3 separate regions of the Callithrix jacchus genome follow, and all the other regions are linked to region 1. Evidence: chromatin contacts called from public Hi-C data. All regions are on one chromosome and are shown on one strand. The core of a region is the stretch at or near the end of the contact, and the rest is flanking DNA. Distances in the headings are between cores, read along the strand shown. Region 1 overlaps MAML3 (mastermind like transcriptional coactivator 3). Region 2 has its middle 78 kb from the start of MAML3. Region 3 has its middle 30 kb from the start of SCOC.

Evidence for each region. A called contact is a pair of places that touch in the nucleus more often than the background predicts.
Region 2: a contact with region 1 is called in a Hi-C map of skeletal muscle, with 9 times the contacts expected there. The contact joins two enhancer-like sites. A contact is called at or near these places in 2 of 3 Hi-C or Micro-C datasets (both in skeletal muscle).
Region 3: a Hi-C map of skeletal muscle shows a contact between it and region 1, with 3 times the contacts expected there. The contact joins two enhancer-like sites. A contact is called at or near these places in 2 of 3 Hi-C or Micro-C datasets (both in skeletal muscle).

Annotation. Positions count from the first base shown.
Region 1 is chr3:57,239,058-57,242,899 of calJac240_pri, forward strand. The region is part of intron 2 of MAML3 (mastermind like transcriptional coactivator 3); the gene reads left to right. MGST2 (microsomal glutathione S-transferase 2) reads right to left here. Exons shown (of 6, transcript XM_035292922.3): 6 at 3,776-3,842. Among named protein-coding and RNA genes, the nearest start is that of MGST2, 68 kb to the right of the region's middle. Within about 2 kb of position 1,309, at least 15 of the 16 cell types and tissues checked have an H3K27ac peak or open chromatin away from gene starts, as enhancers often do. A contact at or near this core is called in skeletal muscle, where this site is marked.
Region 2 is chr3:56,718,053-56,721,847 of calJac240_pri, forward strand. No RefSeq gene overlaps it. Among named protein-coding and RNA genes, the nearest start is that of MAML3, 78 kb to the right of the region's middle. Within about 2 kb of position 1,634, at least 8 of the 16 cell types and tissues checked have an H3K27ac peak or open chromatin away from gene starts, as enhancers often do. A contact at or near this core is called in skeletal muscle, where this site is marked.
Region 3 is chr3:56,645,393-56,649,288 of calJac240_pri, forward strand. No RefSeq gene overlaps it. Among named protein-coding and RNA genes, the nearest start is that of SCOC, 30 kb to the left of the region's middle. Within about 2 kb of position 1,824, at least 3 of the 16 cell types and tissues checked have an H3K27ac peak or open chromatin away from gene starts, as enhancers often do. A contact at or near this core is called in skeletal muscle, where this site is marked.

The sequences.
Region 1 (3,842 bases), core at 59-2,558:
GCTGCGCTCTTTGGCCCAGCAAGGTCATGTTAGCTTTCACCTCTGATACATACATCCGTCTTCTCAAACTTACTAATAAAACTTTCAACAGTATCTTTGCAGTGGAAAGCCTCTGGATTCTGGTGAGAGGTTGGACGTAGAAATCTTTTGATATATAAAATTTAATCGAAATCCCACTTGGGCTAAAGATTCATTCCTTAAAAAATTTTTTTACTTGACTCAGTTCAGTGTGTGTGTGTGTGTGTGTGTGTGTGTGTGTGTGTAGCATAGGTTTTCTAGGACATTCCTTTTGTTTATGCATTGCTTTATTTTTACTCTTTCCTGCCACGAAATATCCTCATCTCTGTCCCCGTGTCCTCCCCAGCCACTAACACGCACGGTATGGCGAGACCTGGGAAATGCGCCCTCGGGAGCACACCACAGCCTCGCCGGCTCCTGAGCGGCGCGCACCGGCCAAGGACCTCCAGAGCCCTTAGCGGGTCTCCCGAGCGCCCCCGCGCCGCCCCTGCCCGCGCCTGGGACCGCCTCGTGGGCTTCTTTGTTAGGGCCGCCTGCGCCGAGAGGCGGTCTCGGGCCTGCCGGCGGCGCACAGGCCCCATTCCTGACTTCTTAGCCGGAGTCCCCTAAGTACTTGTAAGCACATAGGCTCGAGTCGAGAGGCCAAATTAGGCCCCAGGGGACTTTTTCAATAAAATCCTAAATTTCATTTAGGCCGTTCGTAGGCCAAGCAGTTGCAAGGACTCTGAGCCGAAGAAGCCGCGCCGGGCCTACCCGAGGCTCGCTCCTTCCCTCCCCGCGCCGGCTTTGTGCAGCTGGGCTCCTGGAAACCAGGTCCCTCCCGGGCTGTCAGCCCTGGGGTCTGGTGTCCGCCACCCTCCCGCCCCTCTGTGGTCGCCACTGCCCCCGGACCCCACTCCCAGCCCTTCCGTTTCCTTCCACGTCCCCTTCCCGTGTCCTCCCCCGCCTGAGTTCTCCCTCCCCTCTGGCTGGAAGAAAAGTCGGTAATAAGAAACCAGTTCAGTGTCAGTCGGAGGAGGGGGGAGATAATCCCAGAGATACACCGCAATGGAGAGAGAACTCATTTTGTGTAAAGAGGGCCTCGAGTCACCAGGGAATTCCTGGATTGTCTCAGGCTGTCGTGTGTGATGTCCATCACGCCGTGCGAACACCATCTGCTCGGTATTATGCTCTCAGTTGCCAGGCTACCTGCTGTACGCAGTAACACTTGACTGCCTGGCTCCACGTTCGCAGCGCTCGCCCAGACGCGCTGGGCGGGGGCCGCGGAGGGGCGGGCGGGAGCCCTGATTAAGCCATCTGCGAGGGGAGGGGCGCGGGCGCGGCGGCGGCCGGGCGCGAGGCCGGGCTGACACCACCATCTGCTGGGGCGCTGGGAGAACGGCAGCTGCTCCGCGTTCCCCCGGCGAGGGACGCCTGGAAAAGGCTGAAAAGCCCTGGGCGTCCTCGAGCCCGTGATTCACGGGGTCCCCGTCACCCCAGCCTCCTCGCCACCGGCCGTCTTTTGTGATTCCCTGCTCTTTGGTTCGCTGCCAACAACGCCGGCCCCTCTCACCCAAACACTATGCATGTTCTTGAAAACACTTCAGAGAAATTAAAGCTTCCCTACGCACAGATTTATAAATAAACAGCTGGCTGTTCTTGGGAGATATTTTTACCATAGCTGTTTTTTGAAGTCGAAAACTGCCTGTTTGGGGGAGGTAAGGGTGCTCTTAACACCTCCTACCTCACTCTAGCCTTTAGAAAATTGCTAAGATCTTTTCCCTGGAAGAGAAGATATGTAAAGTAGGTTCCTTGGTTTTTATTTCTTTCTCCTTCCTTTATTTTACGGAAGAGTGAGAGGGTTAGGCGAGTAATGAAGATCTATGTAGCCAGTTGGATTTTTGAGGGGGAGAAACTGTATTAAGATTCTTAGGAGAAGCAAGGGAGGTCGTTGGGCAAGGAGTGGATTGGAGAACAAGCCAGTAATTACAACTAAAAATACTGCATCATTTGGCTTCAAGGCATTACATTCCACATGAGGAAAGCTCAGCCTGGTTTTCTCTAATTGCACAACACAGTGTGTGTCTTTCTTAGAAATGAGCAGTGGCTTGAAATCCTGAAATCTGACAGAAGATTTCTCATTAAGCCCTCTTAGACTGGAGGTTAAAGGAAGCCATGTAATAGGAAACAGTGGCCTCGGCCAGCTTAATGTATAAGGCAAGTCACTGAGTACATCTTCACACTTTGGAATATACATCAGAATCTGGGGCTGTAGGTGTGTCTCACCCACCGTTGAATGTGGCAGAGCTTGTTGGGAAAGTACTAAAGATGTTTCGTAGGGAGGGCAGTCCTTTAAGAATGCACCTAGTGCTGGGAGCAGTGGCTGCTGCCTGTCATCCCAACATTTTGGGAGGCCAAGGCAGGAGGACTGTTTGAAGCCAGGAGTTTAAGACCAGCCTGGGCAACATAGTAAGACCACCATCTCTACAATGAATTTAAAAATTAGCAGGGCATGGTGGCATTCATCTGTAGTCTCACTTACTCAGGAGGCTGAGGCAGGAAGATTGGTTGAGCCCAGGGGCTGGAGGTTGCAGTGAGCTGTGATCATACCACTGAACTCCAGACTGAGCAATGGAGTGAAACCCTGTCTCTAAAAAAAAATTAATAGAATAATACATACAGCCCTTCCTGCCTGTAGGTCTTCAGTGAGAACCCTAAGGCTAAACCTCTGGAAGGGAATTATTTGGGGAAACATATAATCGTGGGAAGTAATAACATGACTATCCTTTTGGGAGGGTTGTTTTTTTTTTTCACACTGTGCTTTTGAAGTTCTTTTTTTTTTTTTTTTTTTGGCCCAGGATGACAGGGGCAAAAAGTGATTTGATGTATTATCGTCACCCCATTTGCCTCTCCCTTTCTTTTCCCAGTGGAGGGGAGGCTGGGAAAGCAACACTTCTTCACTCCTTACCACTTCTAGGCACACTCCCCAGCTGTGCCGGCTGGTCGCACAGGACAAGCATATCTCAAAGTGCACAAAGATAAACAGGGCCCTCCCAGACCAGCCCTCTCAAAAAAATCAAGCTGAAGAAAATTTTATCTTCCCTTGGGCTTCATTTTCTTTCCAACTCTCTCCTCCTTATCAAAACTGAAAAGTATCAAATATACTGAGATAGAAAAAACAAACTGCATATCTGCATTTTTGCTGATTGGCTGTTTATATGTCAGTGTGAATTCATTTGTTAAAGTGTAAAGTCAATCAGCCATTTGTCCCTAAAGGTGGCAAGAAACAGATTTATTTCACTGGAAGGAAGGGCTTGGAAAATAGGTGGCAAATATTTGGGGGGAAAGGGAAGACCCTGAAATATCTAGACCCCTGCAAGGGTTAGTCCTGAAGTAAACTTTTTGGTAGCACGAAGGTTCCTGGCATTGTTTAGTATAAGATCTTTTTATTAACATCAAAAATATTTCCTAGCTATGTTTGTGTATGTATAGAGAAAATACACTAAGACAAAACGTTTTATTAATTTCAGCTACAGCATTTATGTATAAAAAATAGAATGCAGTACACTTATGAGAGACACACTGTATAGGTATACAGGCTGTTCTTAGGTGCACACTTAACACCATGAAGACACTGCCTGGGAGAGGCCTGAGCTAGTAGGAAGAGTACTGACTTGAGAATTAAAATTAGCATTCTACTTACTCATGTCACCAAATACCACCTGTACCCTGATAACTTATGGAAAATTTTTTTTAAAAAGCAAAGAAAAGCAATCTGTTTTTTGGTGTTTTTTGTTTTTTTTTTTTTAATTGCATTCCAGTTCTGCTAGTTCTGAGTCTACCAT
Region 2 (3,795 bases), core at 384-2,883, 520 kb before region 1:
CTCATCTCTGAGGTTATCAAGTAAAGTTTGCAGGAAAGTGAGAGCTCAGACATGACTGTTTGCTTGTTAAGCTTGTTCCTCATTGCAAGCCCGGAGAAAAACCTGCTGAAAATCATATTACCGCGTCACTGGGACCTCCAGAATGCTCTAAGTGGAGGATCCAGTCATGCTGCACAAGTAATCTGCAGGCTGAAATAGCTGCGTCGTGATGCTATTACAGACATGAGCCTGTTTTGTATGAGCTTCTAAAGTGTAGGCAGGCTTAAGAATCAGAAGGGAAAGCATGGGTTGAACACCAAAAGAGCACCTTAAACTAATATTTTTTTCACGTAGTGAATTAAATTGTAAAGCTTATTAGAAACTGATGAAGAAGCACAGAAATGCTATAGCAGATGAGGTTCCAACTCCATCGTTCACACACATCCAACAACGACTTAATTCTCTGTATCCCGTTTGCCAACCCAGTCTGCTTTTATTCCTTCCCAGTAAGTGCCTCCCAGTACCTGCCCAGTACCACTCAGCCAGAAAAGTTTCCTGAGATTTTTTAGTACTGAAACAAAGAGGGCTGCAAATGGGAAACCCAGTACAATAGACAGCCAGCTGCTGCTGGCCGTGGCATGGCTCCCCAGGCTCAGACGGAAAGAATGAACCCACTCGAAGACGCTCCTGTCTGCCCCACTTGAGGCACTACTACTAGGGCCGGCATCCCTGGGAAATTGCCCTGTAAAATGAGCAGCTCCCTTTCAATAGCAGACTCCCAGCTGCTTCCCACCTCGGAGGCTGCTATTGGGCATGACATGGCAGTCCTCCTGGCCTGGCTCGCTCTCAGCAGGACTATTAGGAGCCTGGGCTGGGAGGTACAGGTGGGTGGGGGCAATGCAGCAGCCCCAGGTGGCACACCTGCCCTTTGCATGGCCCTCTCCAGCTTTAGGTTGACGGGGCTGGTGTTGGGCGCCCTTTCCAAGTGTATTGATCTCCCCTCCTCTTCCCAAGTTGCGCCATGCACCTTCACCCACGCTAAAGCCCTGCCTGGAAACAGAACACTGTGGCCAGCCCTTCCCCCAAGAGCCAGAAGGGCCAGCTCTGGCCCACAGCCAGGCTCTAAAGAAGCAGCATAGGGCAGAGAGAGGCAGTGGGTGGGGCTGAGAGCCTTGTGTTACACATTCAAAGCCTAATTTTGGATCAGAGTCATCCTTGTAGCCAAGCCTGAAAGATCACTGAGGCCCCAAAGTGAACCCACAGCTCTGAGGCGGGGCCTGGATGAACCCTCAGCTCTCTTGCCCACATGCTACTCTCCTTAGGGAAGTTAAGTTAGGCTTGTTTGGGTTTTTGCTGGTGTTTTTTTTAACAACATCATTTGTCTTTTAGCCTCACGCTCACCGAGGGCAGCGCAGTTTCCTACCCCTATCTCTGTATACATTCACAAAATGCCTCGGCTGAGATGCTGACCAGAAGCCAGGGCTTCTAATGCTACTGCCTAGGACATGCCATTCTGCTGCTGGTCACAGCAGTCAGACAATAGGCCAGTCGCACGAGGGCAGCTGCAGGTGAAAGCAGGCACCTTCCCATTAACAACAGAACCAACTGTCTCTGGCATGGAGAGTCCTGCCAGAGGGGAACCAGACCCGAACCAGCTGTGGCCTCTGGAAGCCACAGGAGAGAGCAGGGCTGCTCCCTCTTCTTACAAGGGTGTGGGCACTTCCTTCAGAGAATTTGTTGCTGCCAAGATCAGGCTGTTGCCTCCCTGGAACTCGGGTATCGGGATGCTTGTTTGCAGAGCTGGCCAGCCAGCAGCCCAGAGCAGCTGGTTGTAATTATGCGTTGCAGCTTCAGAGGAAGTTGCTGGCTGCGGAGCGTGTGCTGGGCCTGGCTGCACATTGGCTGCTGGGCTTAAGGGAACAATGGAGATAGAAACCAGTGGCAGCAGGGAAAGGGGAGGAGCAGGACGAGGGTGAAGACAGGCAGAAAGAAAGGGCAGGAGCTGCTCCCAGCGATGAATATGGAAAAACCCACATCTGCACTCCAAGGATCCTTCTCTTGTTCCCAGACTTAAAACAAAGTGCATGCCCCTCTGTGAACAGCCCCTGACTTTTCTTTTTAAGCTGTACCTGATGCACACTGTATTTAGAGAAGTGTGCCTGGCTGACATATTGAATAGCACTCCTCAGCCTGTTTAATCTAAATTGACTGCATCTTTGTAGCAGCTGGCCACAGAGAAAAACAAAAGAATTCATGATGAAAAAGGCGAATCTCTCTTGAACAGAAAGGACCGGGGTAGTGGTAGCAGCAGTTAAACATTTCAGTACCTTGCTGAATACTGTGCCCAGATGTGTACATCAGGAGGAAAAGAAAAAAAAGACAACTTTAGAGAAGTGAAATGTGGGTTAATTAACAAGTTTTTTTTTCCTGGATGGAGAAAAACTTATTAATATCTGGTTCTTATACTTTCCAAGATTTCTTCAGTGCTTCCTAATTAGAACGTAGCAGGAAAACGAACAGAGGAAAATAAGTGACTTGTTGGGGGTGGGGGGCTTTCTTCCTGCTGCCTGTGTTTGGAGCCTCCCCCCATGCCCCTCAAACCAGCAAAGATCTTCAAGTATTTATGGACAGTGACATCTACTTAGTCCTTCTGTGGTCCCTTCCTCCTTTCAGTTGAGAGCTTGCTTATAGCATCCACACAGCTCAGAATCCCCAAGAAAGTATGCAGAATCCCATGTTTCTGCCAGCTCAGGGAATAAGTTGAAGGCCCCAAACCAGACAGTGCAAAGGCCTGAGAGTCTTGTGGCCTCTTGGTGACCCCTCTTTACTTGTACCACTCCTGATTTATGTTGCTTTAAAAGGGCGGGTGTCCTACCTGTTATTTGGCACCCTTGATGTATAAAACTGACATCCACGCACAATGACACACTATTGGCTTGGGTTGGTAAATGAGGAGGCAATTTCATTATCTTTTCCCCTCGTCCATTGCCTAGCACAAGATTACTTGAAATGCTATCAATCAGTAGATATGAATGCAGGGAAGTGCCCAGCTTGTGTGTGGGCATGGCAGCCTTGTGCCCTAATGATTACAGAAAATAAATGATGATGCTATTGTCTTTAGGACGGATTGCAGGTTCTCCTTATTGCCTGAGTAAAGAGATTATGGTGACAGGTCAAAAGGATTTTTCCAGTAAGTTCCAAGTAGGTACTATTTTTTCTTCATTTTCCTTCCTTCTCTTTCCTTCCACTTTGGTCCTAATTTTTTTTTTTAGCAGAGTCTCACTCTGTTGCACATGCTGGGAATGCCGTGGCATGATCATATAGCCTTGAACTCCTAGGCCCAAGGGATCCTCCCATTTCACCTTCCAAGCACGTAAGACTACAGGTGCATGCCACCATGCCCAGTTAATTTTTTAATAAACATGTGGTCTCACTTGTTGCCCAGGCTGGCCCTAGATTTTCTAAACACACATATACATGTACACATACACAGTTAATTTTCTAGAGTTGTGGTGTTCAATACAGTAGCCACTTATGGGAATTTATATGAATTAAAATTAAATAAAATTTAAAACACAGTCCTACAATCACACGAGCCATATTTCAACTCCTCAGTAGCCACTTGTGGCAGTGGCTTCCATATTGGACAGCACAGAATTAGAGACTATTTCCATCATGGCAAAGTTCTATTAGGTAGCCCAACCTAGAGCACCTATTTGCTCTTCTACCTCAGGACTCTTGTTCCTTTTAGAATCCTTTACCTATAATTTTTATAAAGGTGAAACTTTTAAAAAAAATCACAACTTAAATCAATAC
Region 3 (3,896 bases), core at 574-3,073, 590 kb before region 1:
TAGAGTGAAAGTTTCTGAAGGGTTTATTGTTCTTTGGAATTTGTTTAAGATTTAATCATAACCTTGTTAAAAAAAAAGAGAGATACCAATCCCACTGGCAACAGACAGCTGGTAATGCACCCACATCATCCTAAGAAGAGTGCTGTCAAGTGGGGAAGCTGGTGACTTCACCTGGTGGAGAGGCGGCAATAGCCTATTTGAAATAAGGAACCATCATCTTTAAAGAGCCTTTAATTAACATGACATCACTTCCAGCACTGTAGGAATTCATAATGGAGCAACCCAACCAAGTACAACTGGTTGAAGATCAATCAGATTTGGATTTTCACGTGACAGAGATTTTTTTAAAATACAAAGCATAAGAATTTACAATCATCCCCTTCCCCATATTTTAGGGAAAACTATTGTTTCACTTACTCAGTTCCTATGCATTTGGATGGCTTTGGTGTGCTGGTCAGATAAATGGGTAGAAAAGATAACTGGGAGAAAGTAAAGAGAGGTTTATTTGATCTACATAGGAAAGGTCATAGAGTCACCTTAAGGAGGCAACGGAAACATCTAGAGCTTGGCAAGGATAGCAAGAGAGAGGGAAGGAGGGAGTGTCAAGAGAGGCAGCCTAGGCTGGAGACTTTGAAAGAGAGAAGAGAAATTTCAGTAGCTGCCATGAGCTATGGGGTTTGGGGGAGAGAGGAATGGAGAAGTAGATTTACTGCAACTTTGGACAGGCACTTCTGAGTAACTCTTTTTTACTCTTATTCAGGGAAAGCTTCAATATATTAATCATTCTTCAAGAATTTGGAATGGTATTTGTTTTTCTCTTGCATATGTTATCATGAGGTAATAGGCTTTAAGGAATGACAAAGAAGCCCAGATTTATTTGGATATATCTCTTTGAATCTTTATAGAGTGAGTCATTCTGTGGGTACTATGCTTGTCCATAAAGTATAAAGTGGTGACTGTAAAAGGATGTGCCTAGGAGGTGGCCAGAGTGCAGGATGTGACAATGCCTCAGCAACAGAATGGTGACAAGGCTGTTAGTTAGAAGAGGGCCCAGCAGAAGCCAGAGACTTGAATGTAGTCACTTCTCCAGCACACTTCCTGTCACCTATCCCCTGATGGAGACTCATGGTTGGTCTTCAGCACATTGTCTTTGGGTCTTCCATTCTGCAAGATGTTTGCTGGAGAATGGCCAGCTGTGAGGTGAGGCTCCAGCTGCTGGGCACAGGGTCATGGAAAGTCACTGCCCTGGAATTAAAAGTGCATCACTTCAGGATCAGCACTCGTGCTGTGTGACTCTTCACCTATTTGGCCTCAGTTTCTTCACCTGTAATGCCGCTGTCTTGGGAAAACGGTATCAATGATCCCTTTCAGTTCTTATGCTCAATGACATCTTTCCAGATACTCATTCCTTACTGCAGCTATTGCTCCCACTTTGTCTGACCCCAGGGCTTTGGTCATCTCCAACTCCGCATCCAGATGTTTATTCTACTCACATCATGGCCCTCTCAGTTAGACCTAACTGGACATGAGCAAGGACACTGAGGCCATGGCTAGAGCACCAAAGCTGCCTGCTCCTGAAATGTAAGCTCTAGACTGGCTGGGGGAGAAAAAAGGGAGTCTCGTCAGTGACCCGGGCACTCTGAGAACCATCTCTGTATGCTGCTTCTCCACACACACAAAGAATGAGACAGTAGAGCCTGTCTCTGGAGCTCAGACAGCTTGCATAGCAGGAAGAGGCAGTTTTGCTTTTCTCCAGACACTTCTCAGAGCCACTGAAACAGCAACTGGATAAATATAGGAGGATGACGCATCAACTCTGAGTGGATGTGAGTGCATGAGCATGCATGCACAGACAAGCCAGCAAGCTGCAGGCTGCCACGTGGCTGTCAACCTCCAAGAATCGACACTCGGGCTCCCAGAGCCAGAAAATCTTAACAAAACTTGGTGTCATCAAAGAATCTTGGCAGGAGGGTGATCTGAGGCCATGAGCACAGTCATGCCCTTGGCTCCTTGGAGCATTCACAGAGGTCACCCTCTGCTCGGCCCTGGCTATATATAGTCTTGCTTTCCCCAGCACACATAAAATCTTTCTGAATGAAACACCAGAAATCCTCCCAGGCTCTGTGAAAGCATCAACTGAGTGGCATTTGAAGGCCCTAGAAAATGAGTGGAGGAAACAGAGCAGGTGTTTTGCTCATTGTGAAAGGCAAACGCTGACTTGGAAGGTTTTGAGGTAGGGAATGTGGGCCAATCTCAGCACTGCCAATTTTTAATTACTAGCACAATTAGCAGCCTGGCCTAACAACAAGCCTATTTTGTCAGGCTCTGTTTAAGAACCAGCAAATTGAGGCAATAGCACTAAACAGATGAATAGCACAGTCATCATATCCCACTCTCTGAAAGCAGTGATCTGCCTGCACATTCCTGAACTTATCACAGCCTGTACCACCAGCAAATATCTGACATCCTCTTCTTAGTCCTGACTAAATTGGCATAAAAGTAGGAATCATGTCTCCATAAAGGCCATCTTCCTGTAGTTGATCAAGCATATTAAGTGAACTATATTAAAACAATGCAACATACATCAACATTAGCTTCTTGGGATAAAATAAAATAGAATCTCCCTGTCCTCTTATTATCATCTCTTGTCATGACCACCATTTGAAATAATTTTGAAATATTTGATGTAAAGGTGTACAAGCCCTAAAGGTTAGAAAGTAGCATCTCCTTTGAGACAGGATTTCTGTGAGAGATCCAGTATCCAGAAGTATCCCTCTGGCCTTGGAATGCTTTGGCAGAGTCCCCTTGATATAACTCATATGTGGTTGAGTCTGTTACTCAGATCAAACCTAAGAGACTCAGAAAGGCTAAGATAGTTCCTCTGGGATGTGCAAGATCCCTGAGGAACAAGAGAGGCTTATAAACAATGATAGAGGATCTTTGTAAGGAAAGGGAGGCTGTAGACTTTTCTAGACCATAAGACTTCATCTCTAGGACTGAGTTAGAGAAGCAGAAACTGTAGACTTTGATAAGCACTTCCTGAGCTTTAACTAGTCCCTAGCTCTTGTATTCCTGGGTCAAGACAACTGATTGCTGATTCTTCACTGAGCTAAACTTTGGTCAATCGTGGTGGAAGAAGCCTTAGACTCCTCAAGGGAGATCTGGACAACTCCCTACCTACAGAACTACTCTGATTTTAGCAGAGTATGCTCTATCAGAAGATCAGCAGAGGACTGAGTCGTGTTAATTGCAGTCACTGTCTTAGGCTGCTGTAAGAAGATACTTTAAACTGGATAATTATAAGCAACAGAAATTTAAAAGCAACAGTTCTGGAAGCTGGGAAGTGTCAAGATCAAGGCACCAGCAGATTTGGTGTCTGGTGAGGGCTCACTCGCTGCCTCATAGATGGCCTTGTTGCTGCATCCTCGCATGATGGAAAATATGAACAATATCTCTTGGGCCTCTTGGATAAGAGCACAGACTCCAGTGATCGCCTCTCACAGCCCCATCTCTTAATTGCACCATGTTGAAGACTAGGTTTCAACATATGTATTTGGGAGAACACAAACATTCAGACCACAGCAGTCACTAAAAAGATCTTCTCCCAAATATGGCCTCACTTCATGCCTAATTCCACCATTATTTACTGGAGACAAATGTTGCTTCTCTTTGAGAATCATCTACAAATACTACATAAGGGAATGTCAGTCATTTCCCACCTTTTCCTGTTCGTACCTACACACTACACTTCCTAGGGGTCCTGACCAGCTGGCTTCCAGTTACGTTAGGCCAAAGGGAAGTCCTGGCAGGAATTAGAGAGCAGAGGAAAGAAAGAAGTGGTAGTATTCCTGCCCCACCTCTCTCTGTTTGGGGGTGTCTCTGGTAGCGTCCACATT